Regions from separate parts of the Mus musculus genome. Here all the other regions are linked to region 5. Evidence: chromatin contacts called from public Hi-C, HiChIP or PLAC-seq, Micro-C and promoter capture Hi-C data. All regions are on one chromosome and are shown on one strand. The core of a region is the stretch at or near the end of the contact, and the rest is flanking DNA. Distances in the headings are between cores, read along the strand shown.

Evidence for each region. Promoter capture Hi-C pulls out the DNA fragments that hold promoters and counts their contacts. Hi-C and Micro-C count contacts between places; a contact is called where the count stands out from the background. HiChIP or PLAC-seq counts read pairs in DNA pulled down with a chosen protein or histone mark.
Region 1: a Micro-C map of embryonic stem cells shows a contact between it and region 5, with 6 times the contacts expected there. The contact joins the promoter of Snrk here to the promoter of 9530059O14Rik in region 5. A contact is called at or near these places in 2 of 39 promoter capture datasets (cranial neural crest and embryonic stem cells), 1 of 484 Hi-C or Micro-C datasets (embryonic stem cells) and 2 of 115 datasets of contacts at active chromatin or transcription factors (both in embryonic stem cells).
Region 2: a contact with region 5 is called in an H3K4me3 HiChIP or PLAC-seq map of forebrain, with 4 times the contacts expected there. The contact joins the promoter of Ano10 here to the promoter of 9530059O14Rik in region 5. A contact is called at or near these places in 5 of 39 promoter capture datasets (cranial neural crest, embryonic stem cells, hippocampal neurons and 2 more), 2 of 484 Hi-C or Micro-C datasets (both in embryonic stem cells) and 1 of 115 datasets of contacts at active chromatin or transcription factors (forebrain).
Region 3: a contact with region 5 is called in a Hi-C map of cortical neurons, with 2.7 times the contacts expected there. The contact joins the enhancer-like site here to the promoter of 9530059O14Rik in region 5. A contact is called at or near these places in 4 of 484 Hi-C or Micro-C datasets (cortical neurons, forebrain and ventral hippocampal neurons) and 3 of 115 datasets of contacts at active chromatin or transcription factors (embryonic forebrain, embryonic stem cells and forebrain).
Region 4: a contact with region 5 is called in a promoter capture Hi-C map of liver, with 4 times the contacts expected there. The contact joins the promoter of Tmem42 here to the promoter of 9530059O14Rik in region 5. A contact is called at or near these places in 5 of 39 promoter capture datasets (embryonic stem cells, liver and stem cell-derived epiblast-like cells).

What each region holds. Positions count from the first base shown.
Region 1 is chr9:122,115,878-122,118,577 of GRCm38.p6, reverse strand. Snrk (SNF related kinase) reads right to left here and starts at 1,312. Exons shown (of 8, transcript NM_001357775.1): 1 at 1,171-1,312.
Region 2 is chr9:122,293,019-122,295,718 of GRCm38.p6, reverse strand. Ano10 (anoctamin 10) reads left to right here and starts at 1,296. Exons shown (of 13, transcript NM_133979.3): 1 at 1,296-1,415.
Region 3 is chr9:122,247,012-122,249,711 of GRCm38.p6, reverse strand. All of the region lies in intron 11 of Ano10 (anoctamin 10), which reads left to right. Among named protein-coding and RNA genes, the nearest start is that of Mir8106, 26 kb to the left of the region's middle. Within about 2 kb of position 1,306, at least 13 of the 459 cell types and tissues checked have an H3K27ac peak or open chromatin away from gene starts, as enhancers often do. A contact at or near this core is called in cortical neurons, where this site is marked.
Region 4 is chr9:123,019,970-123,022,669 of GRCm38.p6, reverse strand. It overlaps Tmem42 (transmembrane protein 42), which reads right to left and starts at 1,344. Exons shown (of 3, transcript NM_025339.4): 1 at 1,100-1,344; 2 at 358-504. The coding sequence starts at 1,291.
Region 5 is chr9:122,571,168-122,573,867 of GRCm38.p6, reverse strand. It overlaps 9530059O14Rik (RIKEN cDNA 9530059O14 gene), which reads right to left and starts at 1,367. Exons shown (of 2, transcript NR_015610.2): 1 at 1,104-1,367.

The DNA of each region.
Region 1 (2,700 bases), core at 63-2,562, 460 kb after region 5:
TGTTTAATTAACACACATACAGAATTGTCTTCAAGAACCCAATTCCAAGAGAAATATTTAACCAGACGCTGAAGACAGATTTCTCTGAAGGGAATGGTTTTATAAATCTGGAAAACACTGTAACAAGATTAGAAATTAACAAGTTGATTACATAATCCTTGACAACCTGGGCTTCAGACTGCACCGATACGAACTGTGATAAGTTAGGGATCAATTTGGGACAGTGTCCCAATCCCTACAAAGAATCCAAACTGAGCCTTTTGACCCTGGACAGGAATCTGTTGGAAACTCAGCAGAAAGAGCTGTACACCTGTAGGTCCATCGCTTACTTCACCTTAAACCTGACAAAACACTTCAAGCATCCAGGTGGTTTCACCAAGGCTCCTAAGACTTGGAGAATACGCTCATTTAAACGGAAGGGAAAGTAAGAAACCTGACAGCCCAGAGGCCCTACAGCCTCTGACTTCTACAGTCTTAGGAACCCCGGAGAGAAATTCCCCAATGCATACACGACCCGAACTCACAGCGAAGCTCCTAGGTTGTAGCTGACCCCACTGTTTAAGAACATCACAGCTGGAGGAAGCCTAAGCTTAAAGGGCTGCCACTCTCCTGGCTCCCGAGTCCAAGCAAAAGGCAACAAGGTGTTTGTTTTTATTGCAAATGGTTCGGAAAGAAATCAACAGGCGATGTCTACGGAAAAGAACAGCGTCTCCTAACGCGAAAAAATCCGAGCAGTCCCCGGGGAGCCGCACCGCTGCCCCTTCCGCAGCCGAGCGCCCTTCTCCGTAGACAACCGCGTCCCCGAGCTATCGTGAGGCGGCGGCCGCCCGGCTCTGCAGCGGGACTCGCGGCCCACGGGGAAACTGAGGCCCGTGGATCTCGCGTCGCCCGGGGCCCGCTGCGGGCGCGGCGCGGGGCCGCGTCGACTCCCGCGCTGCCGCAATCCCGCGGCGGCCGCAAGGGCAGGGCCGGGCCGGGCTGCGCGAAGCCCGCAGGCCGGGCGAGCTCGGGGCCGGGGTGGTGCCGCGGGCCGCGTCCTCTGCGCAGGGCACCCCGGGCCGAGCGCGCAACTTACTTTCCGCCTGCGGCGGCGCCAGCCCAGCCCCGCTAAGGCGGCCGCTGAGGAGAAGCGCAGACCCGGCCCACGCTCCCGCGCCGCGCTCGCCCTACCTCAGCCGGCAGGCGGGCATCCGTCCGCAGCGGCCGCGGCGTCGACAACTCCCTCCCGGCCGCCGGAACCCCGCACCCAGGGCTAATCATAATACCGAGCGGGCGGCCGGGGGTGCGGCCGCGCTGCGCAGGCGCGGGCCTTGCGTCATCGTGACGAAAGCGATGGGGTGGGGTCTTGTGTGAGGGCGGGGCCTTGGGTCGGGCGGGGCGGGGTTAACCCGGCGCACCTGCAGGCCAGCTCAGGGTCTACTGGAGGGCGTCCTGGCCCTGGCCTGAGCACATCCTACTCTGGAAAGAATAGAGATTATGCAGAAGGAAGCGCCAGGACGATGGACAGCGGCAGCAGGCATAGCAGCTAGAGCTATAGCTTTCAGGGGATATTGGAAGAGATCTTGGGGCTGAGGGCAAGGAGCACATGCGCTTTATCCATCAATGTTCACCCTATCTCCCATCTAGCTTGAAGCAATGAGAGACAACAAAATTAATATACATATGCACGTGCATATATATATATATATATATATATATATATATATATGTGTGTGTGTGTGTGTGTGTGTGTGTGTGTGTATCATATATACACAAGCATGCATACACATATGCACATATATATATATATACATACACATTTCTTTACTTTTTCTTCTCTCTGGGAATACATTTGAAGAATTCTGTTGCTTTTGTTACCACTAAAGCAGAAAGAAGCAAAGCCCAACACCTGAATGCAGGCTTGCCTCTAGAGTCAAAAGTCACTGGCCAGGCCAGGCAGCCTCTGAGAAACAACGTGGAGAAGTACACAGCAGGCACTAACTTGGCTGTTCATGGTTCTGTTCCAAGATGACTCAGAAAGGGATGTTAGTGGTGGCAGGACAAGAGGGAGGGAACTCCCAGCTCTATCTCCTGGAAGGATAATGAGCCATGGAGACTAGTCCTCTGGGGCTCCTGAAAAGAAGCCAGGTGCCAGGTTTCTCTCCCCTACTTTTCCTTCTGTGTTCCTGCATCCACAGAAGAAGAAAAAACACACACACACAAGCAGAATGAGCTTCTTACATGTCCAAGCCTGACTCAACTGACTGGACAAAAAAATCTAAATGGCTTTTGCCATCTCTGTTGGTCAGAAAATGGCAAGTCTTCTTCCTTCCTCCCTTCATTTATTTATTTGTTTATTTATTTATTTATTTATTTATACTACAACATCCACTTCGCATGCCTGAAGATGGCTGGGAAGCAGAATGACTGGGAAGGTGGTCTCGATCTTCTGCTGAAATGTGTGCTTAGACCTTCAATTATCCTAATGCTTTAGCCCTGGGTGGCAAAGTGCACATAGGAAAACCCCAGCATTGGCCTCTGCTCACGCAGGCCCCACCTGACTTAGGATCATGAAAGGACAGTGTCATTTGACGTGGAAATGTTTTCTTTTTCTTTCTTCATGTCTCTCTTTCTTATTTTTTTACATGTGTGTGTGTGTGTGTGTGTGTGTGTGTGTGTGTATGTTCAACATCCATGTAGAAGTCAACCTGTAGAAGAGAA
Region 2 (2,700 bases), core at 47-2,546, 280 kb after region 5:
TCCCACATCATCAAGAGAATGCTCCTCCCTACCCCCCCTCCCCCCCAACACACAAGCTCAAAGGCCAGTCTGATGGAGGCTGTTCCTTAATGTGATTTCCTCTCAGGCAACTATTGGTGTGTCAGGTTCACAAAAACTAAGTGGCATGGCACCATGACTCAGGCTCACATCTTGTACTTTGCTTTGAGATGGAGATTCACTACATTGCTCAGGCTGGTCTCTAGTTCCTCAGTTCAAGTGATCTTCCAGCCTCAGTCTGCTGAGTATCTGAGACTACAAAAGTGTGGGCCACCAACACAGCTTAACTAAATTTTGTTAATTCAGCTGTGATAAGATTACTCCCAAGAGGGCTGGGATAATCTCTTCCCTAGGATGCACAAGGCCCTGGGTTTAATCTCCAGTATAAAGACTATCTGAGCAAAAAGGATTTAATAGATATTCCATTAAAATGATTGTTTTTCAAAAAATTTCAAACATTTCCAATCAGATACCAAAGAATGAAGTTATATGCAAGGATGAATGTAAGTTCAGGGGCTGAGAAAATTGGAACTCTCCAACTGAAACCCACAAGTCTCCTGAGTCGTCAATTGACTCTAATTGTTAAAGTTCTGAAAGATTTGCCTTGGTTTTCAGAGAGAAGAGAGCTTCAGAATTCTGCTGAAAACCAGCCAAGAATTGCTCCTTAAGGCAGAGAGGGGGCTAGGAGGACAACCTCCAAACCGGAACACCCCCAGGGGTTGGGGTGAAGGCCTTGTCCCCTGGAGGAAGGCAAAAACTGGAAGGGTGTGGAGGGTGGAGGCTAGACGGTAGAGGGTAGAGGTGGGCAGGTGTCTGGATTCTGGTCTAAGAGATTAAGAAAAGGAAAGCGTAAGGAGCCTTATCCTTTCCCTTCCATTCCCTACCCAGCAAAGCCAAGACCCAGCCCGCACCCATACCACCACGAGGACCGCTAGCGAGGCCCCACCCCTCCGGATGAGGCTCCCTTTCTGCCGTGAGTGACAGCAACCCAAGCCCCACCCCACTCGCCACAGCCCCGCCTTTAACATGTCTCTCTACAACGACAGCTGATGAGGCCACGCCCATGCAGCACCACCACATCCCACCAAAATGAGAACCTTCATGGCCCCGCCCCTTCCGTCGCGGCCCCACCCCTCTCCCGAGGGTCAGCCAGTGAAGCTTCACTCTGACACCTCCGCCCCCCTTCCTCGGGACTTACAACTGTTAAGGCACCGCCCCTTTCACGGTGATCCCGCCCCCCACGCCGAGTGACAGCCGGAAGGCCCCGCCCCTCCCGGTCGTTGACGCCTCCTGTCGGCCAAGGCGCCACGCCCCGGTCGTGTATCCAGTCCGCCTTAGCGCCGCGGGCCTGGTTCTCCCCGCTCCCGCGGTCCCCGAGGACGCCGCGTGGGCGGCCGGTGAGTGGGGAGGGGCGCAGTCCGTGTGGTGGGCCCGCTGGGGATGCTCCCCCCCCGCGACAGGGAAAGAGCCACGGAAGCACTGGTCAGGGCTGGAGATCCGCAAGGGTGTGAAAGCCGGCGGAGGCAGGGGGATGTCGGCCGGCTCTGGATTTGCGTCAGGCCTGGAGCAGGGCCGTCTCTGACTGACCATGGGATCCCGGGGTGTCGGGCTGCTCTGATTGACACTTCGGGGAAGGTGCCCGGTAGCCTTGATTGTGTCACACCTCGCGGTCTCTCTAGGGTTGTGAACAGATCCGGTCTGAGGTTTCTGACCGGGCCCATTGTGCGCTTTCCGTGATAGGTGTCGCATGACTCCAGTGAAGGGTGCAGAGCCCTGTCCCTACCCGAAACCCTGTTTGTTCTTTCCCATAGCTGAGGCGGTGCGTAGACGGTCTGACTGAAGTCTCTTCAAGTTTGTTCCCACTCCACAGTTGAATCGCAATCCCTTAAACCCTGATGTTGTAATCGAATCCCGGCAGTTTTAAAAGTTTCAGGTGCACTGTGAGTGGCCTGGTTTCCATTTAAAGTCACAGTAACCTTAGAGGACTAGATATTTCTAAGGACTCTTTCTGTCTTTAAACAATTTTAAATGCAACCGTGCATCCCTTAACCAGGGTAAACTGGGAGGGAGATGCTTGCTGTTTACCTGGCATGAACGTCCGAGGGCACTCACACAGACAAAGAGGCTGTGACTTTACTAGGCATATAGTTTTGTTTTCTGGGGTTTTTTTGTTTTGGTTTGCTTTGGTTTGGTTTTTGGTTTTTAAAAATTTTTGTCTGTGCGTTCGTGTTATTGTGAGTGCAGGCAAACGGATACACACAGGCTTGTACAGGACAGAGGACACAGGTGTGGGCCCTTGCCTCCCACCGTGTTTGAGATAGGATGTCTTTGTGTCTTTTCATTTTTGCTGCTGTGCTGCCTGTTCCAGGCCATTCAGCCCTATGGCTTCTTAGGGTTTTACTGTCTCTGTCTCCCATATCACCTGGAGTTGGGATTACAGAAGCACTCTACTGCGTGCTGGAGTCCAAATTTAGGTCCTCTTGATGAGAAATGAGAGATGCAGAATATCAGACAGGCATAGACAAGGCCTGGTAAACTGTAACGAGTGTGCATTTGGATAGACTGTAGTGTGGTTGCGTGTGCGTGTGTGTATGAGTGTGTAAAGAGGAAAACTAGAAAGGTTGGAACACAGAAAAGAGGATAAAGTTGAGAATATAAATGCCCTGTAGGAATGCTCAGAAC
Region 3 (2,700 bases), core at 57-2,556, 320 kb after region 5:
CAGCACCGTTCCAAGCTGGAGGATGTGAGTGTGGCCATCTCTGTTTCTACCTTCCCTTCTCTGAGCTTTCATGGGCTCCATGTTGCTGCTTCCCTGGGTTGGATGCTCCTCTAATTGGATCCAGGGCCTGATGCTCCTGCCTTGGCTCGGGTGACCCTTGGCTCGGGGCAGCTCTGCAAACTGCCAGGCTCCAGTTGTTGGTACTCATACACCTGAGAGTTCCCTCCCCCTGGTTGGTAACTTAAGTATTTTTCTGTGTCAGTACAAAAATCAACCTTGGAAAAAATGTTAGATATAACATTACAGCAATAAAAAAAAAAGTAAGTTAACCAGTTTTACTGTAGCACTACTGAGACAGCTGTATGCCATATGGCCTCTCTGTAAATAAAAATGGAGCATTTAGAAATAAATTAGAAAACGTAGGTTTTGGTTGTGTGATCATGTCAGTTTATAAAGTCATGTTGAGATTCAGTTCAGAGTTAGAAGGTAACTGCTAGGCGACATGAATGTCAGTCAGCTCAGCCGTGCCAACCACTCTGTAATGTGTGTGCGATTCACACTGACCCGCAGCTGTGCACAGCTTTTGCTTGTCAGTTCTACTCAACGAAAAACTACCACTGGGTCAAACTACTTTAAAGAAAGGAAGTAATCCATTTTCTATAAAGTAAAATCATTAATTTATATCATTCCCTGTTTTCCCCTGAAGTTTTTGTTGCTGTTTGTTTCTTGGAGACAGGGTGCCATGAAGCCCAGGCTGTCCCCAAAGTGTCTGTGTAGCTGAGGATGCCCTGAACCATGACTGTCCTTTCTCTGTGTCTAGGTGCTGGGATTACAAGCGAGCTTCACCATCGGCTTTTATTAGCTTTTGAAAATGTCTATCTCACAGATAATACTGCATGTTTTACTTTAATGTATTTATTCATGGTCTCTAAGTAAAATTTTGCTCATCCAAAACGCCACAGCAAATTATAAAAAATACATAAATTATGTTTTAAATAAAAATTTAACATATTGATAGAAAGAAGCAATTTAAAATGTTACATTTCAAAGTCATTAGCATCTAAGTGTATTTATGTGATTAAGATTTGTCGCAGAACAAAGACCTTTTGGAAAACAGTCCCTGTGATAAACTCGGCTGTACTTGTCTCCTGGCCTCACACCTCCAACCCCAGATAACTTCCACACTTCTGCTTCTTTCTGATGCTTGGATTTCTTTAGAGTTGGATCCACTGCACCCTCCAAGCATGTCAGGACCAACAGTGAAAGCTGCTGTGGCGTCTGTGTGCTTACTGCCACCTAGCGCTGCCCTTAGAGACATGGCTCGTGACACGGCTTTGTGCAATAGATTTATCGGGGATGGACAGTAGACCTGAGCATGAGGGGAGAGCACACTGAATGTGACCGTTTTATGGGTTAAAGTTTGATATTGGAAATACCATGAACATCAGCCCACAGATCATGTTCCACAGTCCCCTGAGAAGCCACCTCATGCCTGAGACATCCTTTTGTCTCTGATGTTGTTTCCAGCCGAGGGCCACGCCTGTAAGTGCAGAGTCACAGTACCAGTGGAAACAGCAGTGGGCCACACAGTCCAAACTCCTGTGTGGAATGATGTCCCGTTATCTTGTGTATCAGTTATATCAGTCCGATATGCCAAATGCTAACCATTTAACCTCTAAATGCTAATCCTCGGAATGCTAACACTCTAAAGGCAAAAGTGAGCCAACAGTTTGTTGGGAGATTGACTGCATTTTAGGTTCTAGTGACTAGTGAATCCGTTGTCTCTGTTCATGCTTAATTACTAGTTTGAAAAATACCCCTTTAAAGCAGTTTCTTGTGGGTATGGGAGAAGTAAGTTATAGGATGCACTCGCCCCCTACTGGTTAGAAATGGAACTGCGGGTCATCTATGTAGTATGCTAAGAGAGGAGGACGGGTTTTTCCTAGTTTCAGTCATAATATAGTCAGCTCTCGGAAGACAGCTGTTCAGGATTTACTCACTTTAACTCTTTGTTGAATGTGTTGCCCCCTCTCTAGAGCAGGGTGGGCCACGATGTAGATTGCTGTGTCCTGTGGTTACTGTGGAGTCTGTCACTGAGCCACCACTTAGAGCACCCACCCTGTCCTCAGCGGGATCGAGGTGTGTCAGCCTGCCCTGCAGAGACAAGGGTTTGGAGTGAGCAGGGTTTGCTGCCACCTGTAACGGTGAGATCCGAGGGGGACTGCTTGTGTGAGAGAGTGAGCACAGAGTCCTTGTGACGGGAGACGGGTGTGATCTGACTGGTGTGACAGTGCCAGCCCTGTCACCATCAGTTCTTCACCAGGTCATCACAGCAGAGATGTCTGAGTCAGAGTGTAGCTGAGTGACCACCTAAGGCTCCCTTCTCTGAGCTCTGTGAATTTCTCCTTTCAGCATTAGTGCGAGTGCCCGTGCTGGCCATGGCGTGTCTCCCCAGCCCACGTCTTGATGGTTGACTGTGTCACAGTTTGCTCTCATATTAGTTTCCTGCTCCCCTTTCTTTTTCTTCCCTGCTGGGTTTGCTTCCACACCTCAGTCCAACCTTCCCTGCCCCGACTCACCCCTCCTTGTTGTTGGTTCTGACTCTGTCCAGGCCCTCAGCATTGGCTGGAGCCAGGGTCCCGCTGTTTCTCATCTGTGCTCTGCAGAGTGTCAGTTACGTGTCAGTCTTGTGTCAAACAT
Region 4 (2,700 bases), core at 95-2,594, 450 kb before region 5:
CCACCCCAGCTGAGCACTGAGGCTCAGCAGGCTAGCAGGTAGGGCCAGTACGGACATAGCTAGTACCCAGTAATCATAAACCCAAGTTAAGCTGTCTTCCAATTCAAGACTGGGTTCCCTTGACCAGACCCCCTAGACCCCATAGCTAATGTTAGAGTTCTTGATTGAGATAGCTGGTGTTATCCCAGAGTGACATAGGTTTCACTCCTAAGTTTTCCATGTTTAACTGTTCCTTGCCTGGAGACAGCCCAACTTTTGTTTTACTCCCTGTCCTTTCTAGAGCCTGGAAAATCAGGGGTTTCCCAAGGACAACTAACTCACCAAGAACCCTAAGAACAAGGTCACCAGGCTACTCACCGAGCAAAGTATGTTCGAGAAAGTCACTGTGACAGATGCAATGGCTGAAGACATAGAGAAACTGAGGCCCCGGCTAAAGAAGGTCCACATCAGAGAATTGGCGCTTGCCATGGCAACGATGCCTAAGACACATAAGCCAATATTGACCTGCAGGAGAAAGTGTCACTGAGCTACAACCACCATGGGCATAACCTTGAAAGACTGGGAGATGTTTACACGTCTCATACAAAGCATATGCGGACCCTGACTGATAGGCAGAGGAATTTGCCTGCAGACAGGGGGCAGGGTTATCTTCCACGAAGACCTCAAATTTCTTGTAGCTGAGTAGCCTTCTGGAAAGATATGACTTTACAAAAGGACTGTAAGTCGCCAGAAATCTATATCAAGCAGTCCCCTGTTCAGGTCAGGATCGAATTCTCTGATGCAGAAGCTCCGCAGGCGCTCAGTCCGAACTCTTGCCAAGGACAGGAAGAGATGGGCAACCGGTTATCTCACCTTAGGTGTCACGTGCTAAAAAAGCTATGGCAAGGGGACTTAAACTGAGAGGTGGGCTTCGAGGTCCTCCCCCAGGAGGCAGTGCCTAAAACCAGGTGGTCCAACATGGGCGCAGGCGGGAACCCAGGTTAAGCCGCCCTCCTCCCCGCCCCGCCCCGCCCTCCCCCGCCCCGCCCTCCCCCCGCCCCGCCCTCCCCCCGCCCCGCCCTCCCCCCGCCCCGCCCCCGCGTGGCGCCCCGGGCTGCACCTGGCTCCCGAAGGCCAGCTTGGCGGCGGCGGCGGCCAGAGCCCCGAACGCCCCGGCGCACAGACAGTTGAACACGCCCCAGAAGCGGCGCCGCATCGCGCCTTTCTGTAGGCGAGCGGGTAACTCCACGGGTGAGTCAGGGTAAGCGGCCGCAGACACGGCGGCACCCGAGGACTGCGGACCGGCCGCCATGAGGCCCGCTGCGCCCGCCACGGCCGACTGCCACGCACGCCGCCACCCGCCGTGAGCCCGGCTAGGGCGGAGCCAGGCGAGTGAGGCGAATCTGCTGCAGTGGAGTCCGGAGCCGAGCCGAGCCGAGCCTACAAATGAAAGGAATCTGGAGCCCATACCCTGCAGCGTGTGCAAACCCGCGACTAAGGAGAGCCTGCGGCTCCGGCGAACCTGGGGGATGGGAATCCGGTAGCGAGGACCGTGCGCCACTGAAGGAAGCGTGCTACCGAGAGGTACCTACTGTGAGAGAGGAATCTGCTGACGTGAACTTGGGGAGGAGGGGAGTTTATCTCCGAGGAGAACCTGCGGCGGAAGTAACCTTGTTTCTGAAAGAGCCCTGCAGTCAAGGGGAACCTGCTTCTGAGAAGACGGGGAGGTCTGCCACTTTACATGGATGCGCACCTAACATGCTAATCCTGAAGCCAAGCTGCACCTTCAAAGCACCTCTGCTCCCTCGTGGACGCAGGAGATGATGGATCTGGAGACCGGCCGCTTGAGACAGAACGTTGTTTGGGAAAACGTTTGTTCTGCCTGGACCATCAGAAGCACAGTCACTTCTAAGTTCGTGTAAAGTAATTGAGAACGACAAAAAAATTGAAAAAACAACCAAAAAAAAAAAAAACCCAAACAAACCGTAAAATGTCATCTACTGTCGGTAATTCCAGATGCTTAGGATGCTGAGGCAGTTAATGGTCATCCTGAGCAACTTAGGGAGACATTGTCTCACTTGAGAGGGCTGGCAGCCAGGCATGGTGGCACACACCCGTAATCCTAGCACTTCTGAAGCTGAGGTAGAATTACTGAGTTTGAGGCCAGCCTGACCAACAGAGAGGTACTAAGCAAGCCAAGGACTTTTTGAGACTCTCAAAAAGTTTTTGTTTTTGTAATAAAGGAGAGTTGGGGTTATAGCTCAGTGCTTCCATAATACATGAAAAATCCTGAATTCAGTCAATGGCAGTGTGTATGGATATATGTTAGGGATACATTTCCTTAAAGGAGAGCTGTAGAAGTGTATAACGTGAGCTAAGTGTGGTGGTTGGTACACATGAGGAAGCAGAGGCAAGTGGATCTCTGTGAGTCCGAGAACAGCCTGCTCTAAATAGCTCTACATAGCCAGGGCTACACAGCAAAACTTGTTTTGTTGATATATAAAATACAAATAATATTTAATGTATGGGGCTTGGAAGAAACACTTTATTCCCTGTTAAAGAGCTTTTTCATGGACATTCTTACATGCTACCTTGCTTCTCATGCGGGTGGTTTTGTGGATGAAATAAAAGGATGGATTACTGGGGTTTGGAGAGATTGCTTAGCAGTTAGGCAGCTTGCAACCTTCCCACAAGTGCCTCCCAACCTCATACCTCCAGGGG
Region 5 (2,700 bases), core at 118-2,617:
CACCTTTATGCTGCTGGGTGTCTGAATTCAGAGCTTGTATCCCAAACTGCACCCTTCCACCTCCACTGAGAAGACTCAGCTCCAGTGCAGAAGGGCTAGCCTTCAGCTCTCTCCCCAGCGTAATTGGATCAGGGCTTATTTCTTCCTCTAGGGGCAACTCCTACTTCATTTTCTCTCCAGTCTGCATGTTATCAGCTTGACATCCCCTTCAGTGGCACATGACAAATTAAATTGGCCATCACTGTACTCATCAAAGGAGGTTGTCTTCTGTTCCCCAGAAGTCCTGTGTTCTCTCTCTCTCTCTCTCTCTCTCTCTCTCTCTCTCACACACACACACACCTTGGTTTTTATTTATTTCTATTTTTTTCCCTAGGGTTTTGTTTGAAAGGTTATAAGGAACATATGGACCATAAAGCCAAAAGTATAGTCGCAAAATATGACTCAAATACCTACATCTCTACTGCCTTGCATTTAAAACAAAAACTTTACAAAAACGCGAATTAAGTTATTTTCTCCATCTTCCCTCGTAATTCAACACTTTAACGCATATTTTCTGCCAAAAAGTCATAAAGTAAAAATGGTGTATCCTAGGCGCTTCCAAGTCTCACACATCCTTGGCAGAATAACCTGCAGCACAGGGGTAGATCAGAAACGGAGGGGGTTAGCTGGTTAGCAACATCTACAGCCACTGTTTCTTCTCTCCTTGGCATTTCAAGTGGCTTTTGGGGACAGAGTGACGGGACCAACGCAGAGGCTTCGCCCTAGCCCTACCCAGGGCTGATTCTCAAAAGGGCCCCCGCCCCCCACATTCAAACACGCCGGGTGTACCCAGCCTGCGCCAGCTAGCTAGAGCTCCCGGCTCCTATCTGAGTGTCTTTTCAACCTTTGTCAAGTATCTCAAGACAAGAATTCCTCAAATCAAAGCGCTTTCCCAAACCAGGGACTGGGGAAACTCGAAAAAGAGGCCCAGAAGGCGAGTGACTTCGGACTTGTTCTGCAAGCTTGACTTAGTCATTACACCAAACCTCCTGTGCCCTAGAGGATCCCGGGGTTCCCACACAGTAGGAGGGCATCCCATGCCTGCGCTCCCGCTGGGCACTCACCTACTGCTAGAAAAGAAGTCACAATCTGTGGTCCAGACTTCCGCCGCAGAGAAGCCCAGCACGCCCACCCAGAGGGCTAGCGCGCCTCCGCGGGTGGTCGGATCACAGGGTGCCGAGGGTACCCACTGAGGTGGCCGGACATCTGGGTGTCTGAGCGCGCCCTCCGAGGTAGTCTGATCGCTCGCGCCCGGTAGGGCGGTGGGAACCCGGGCAGCTGCTGCGAGGAGCGCTCCCGGGCGGGTCCGCGCCGAGCTCGAGCGAGCGGGCGAGCGGGGCGGGAGGGGCCATTTGTAACCGAGCAGACGCTACCACCGCCCCTTACTCGCGGGGGGCGGGGGCGGGCGGTCAGGTGATGGCGGCCCACCCCGCGCCGCGGAGCCCGGTGGTTCCTGCCCGGGAGGAGCCCCCTGGCGCGCTCTGATTGGAACTCCCGCTGCAGTAGGAGGGGGAGGGGGACACGTGACCGCCCGACTGGGCAGCCGGCGCGCCCCACCCGCTATGGGCACCCCATCTTTCCTCCCGGAAAAGCCGGGGAACACAGGGAAGGCGGGGGAGCACGCAAGGTGCAACCAGCTCCTTTAGCTGCAGTGCCGGGTGATCACCGCAGCTGAACCTGGGAAGGCATTCACACTACCAACCGGCCTTCACAGTCCTCCGCCCTGCCCTTGGCAGTAGAACCCTCCCTCCTCTGCTGCAGCCCCCCCCCCCCCCACACACACACACTGACACTCTGAATAGACCCCACCGGCACTTCATAGTCAAGCGTGACCCCTCCCCTCTCTGTCTCTTTCTGCGCACCGGCGAGAGTGAGTACCCGAGAACAGCTTAAGGCGATGCGATGCATTGCAGACACCGCCCAGTTCCAAGGCTAGAAAACCCCGCAACCCACGACTAGACCACGCCCGGGAATGCCTGATAACTCCAAGGTCTACAAGGTTCTGAACTCGAACAGGCTCCCTCAGGAGAAGGGAACCGCAGTAGAAGGCCCACCCTCCCCAGAGAGGGCAGTGGTCTTCTGAGTGCAAGTCCAGTCCTCAGCCCAGGGGAGCAAAGATCCAATAAAGGTCAAATTAAAACATAAGGTAGTGACGCCGCCAGGGACGTGCCTCATGGTTGTGGGAAGCCGGCAATTAACCACCCACGACCGGGCGTTGCTTTTCTCTCGAATGTGAACGCCCTCGGAGTTGCGCTGTTCCATGCTCGCTCCAGTTCTCTGCAGAGAACGGATTCTGCAGCCTTGCACTCTGCTTCCCCATGACCCCCTCCCTTGGTTGCACCATCCTAGATGGCAGGAATTCAGAGAAAATGCGGTGTCACGTCCGCTGCGACGCCCGTGGACGCGTCTGCGACAACCCCAGCAGCACATGGGGACCGTGAATCTGCTCGCCACTTGGGCCATACTGTGGGCATTCTTATGAGATTATTAGAAGCAAACTGTCTCTCTCTACACTGGCTTCTTTCTAACTTCTGTCCAAGAGAGTTTTGTACTGTATTTGGACGTGGATGCGGTTTTTGGCCAAGGCAGAAACCGCATAGTCCAAAGCACAGATGGGGGAAGAAGGTGGGACTTAATGGTCCCATTGCACTCCAACTTCCC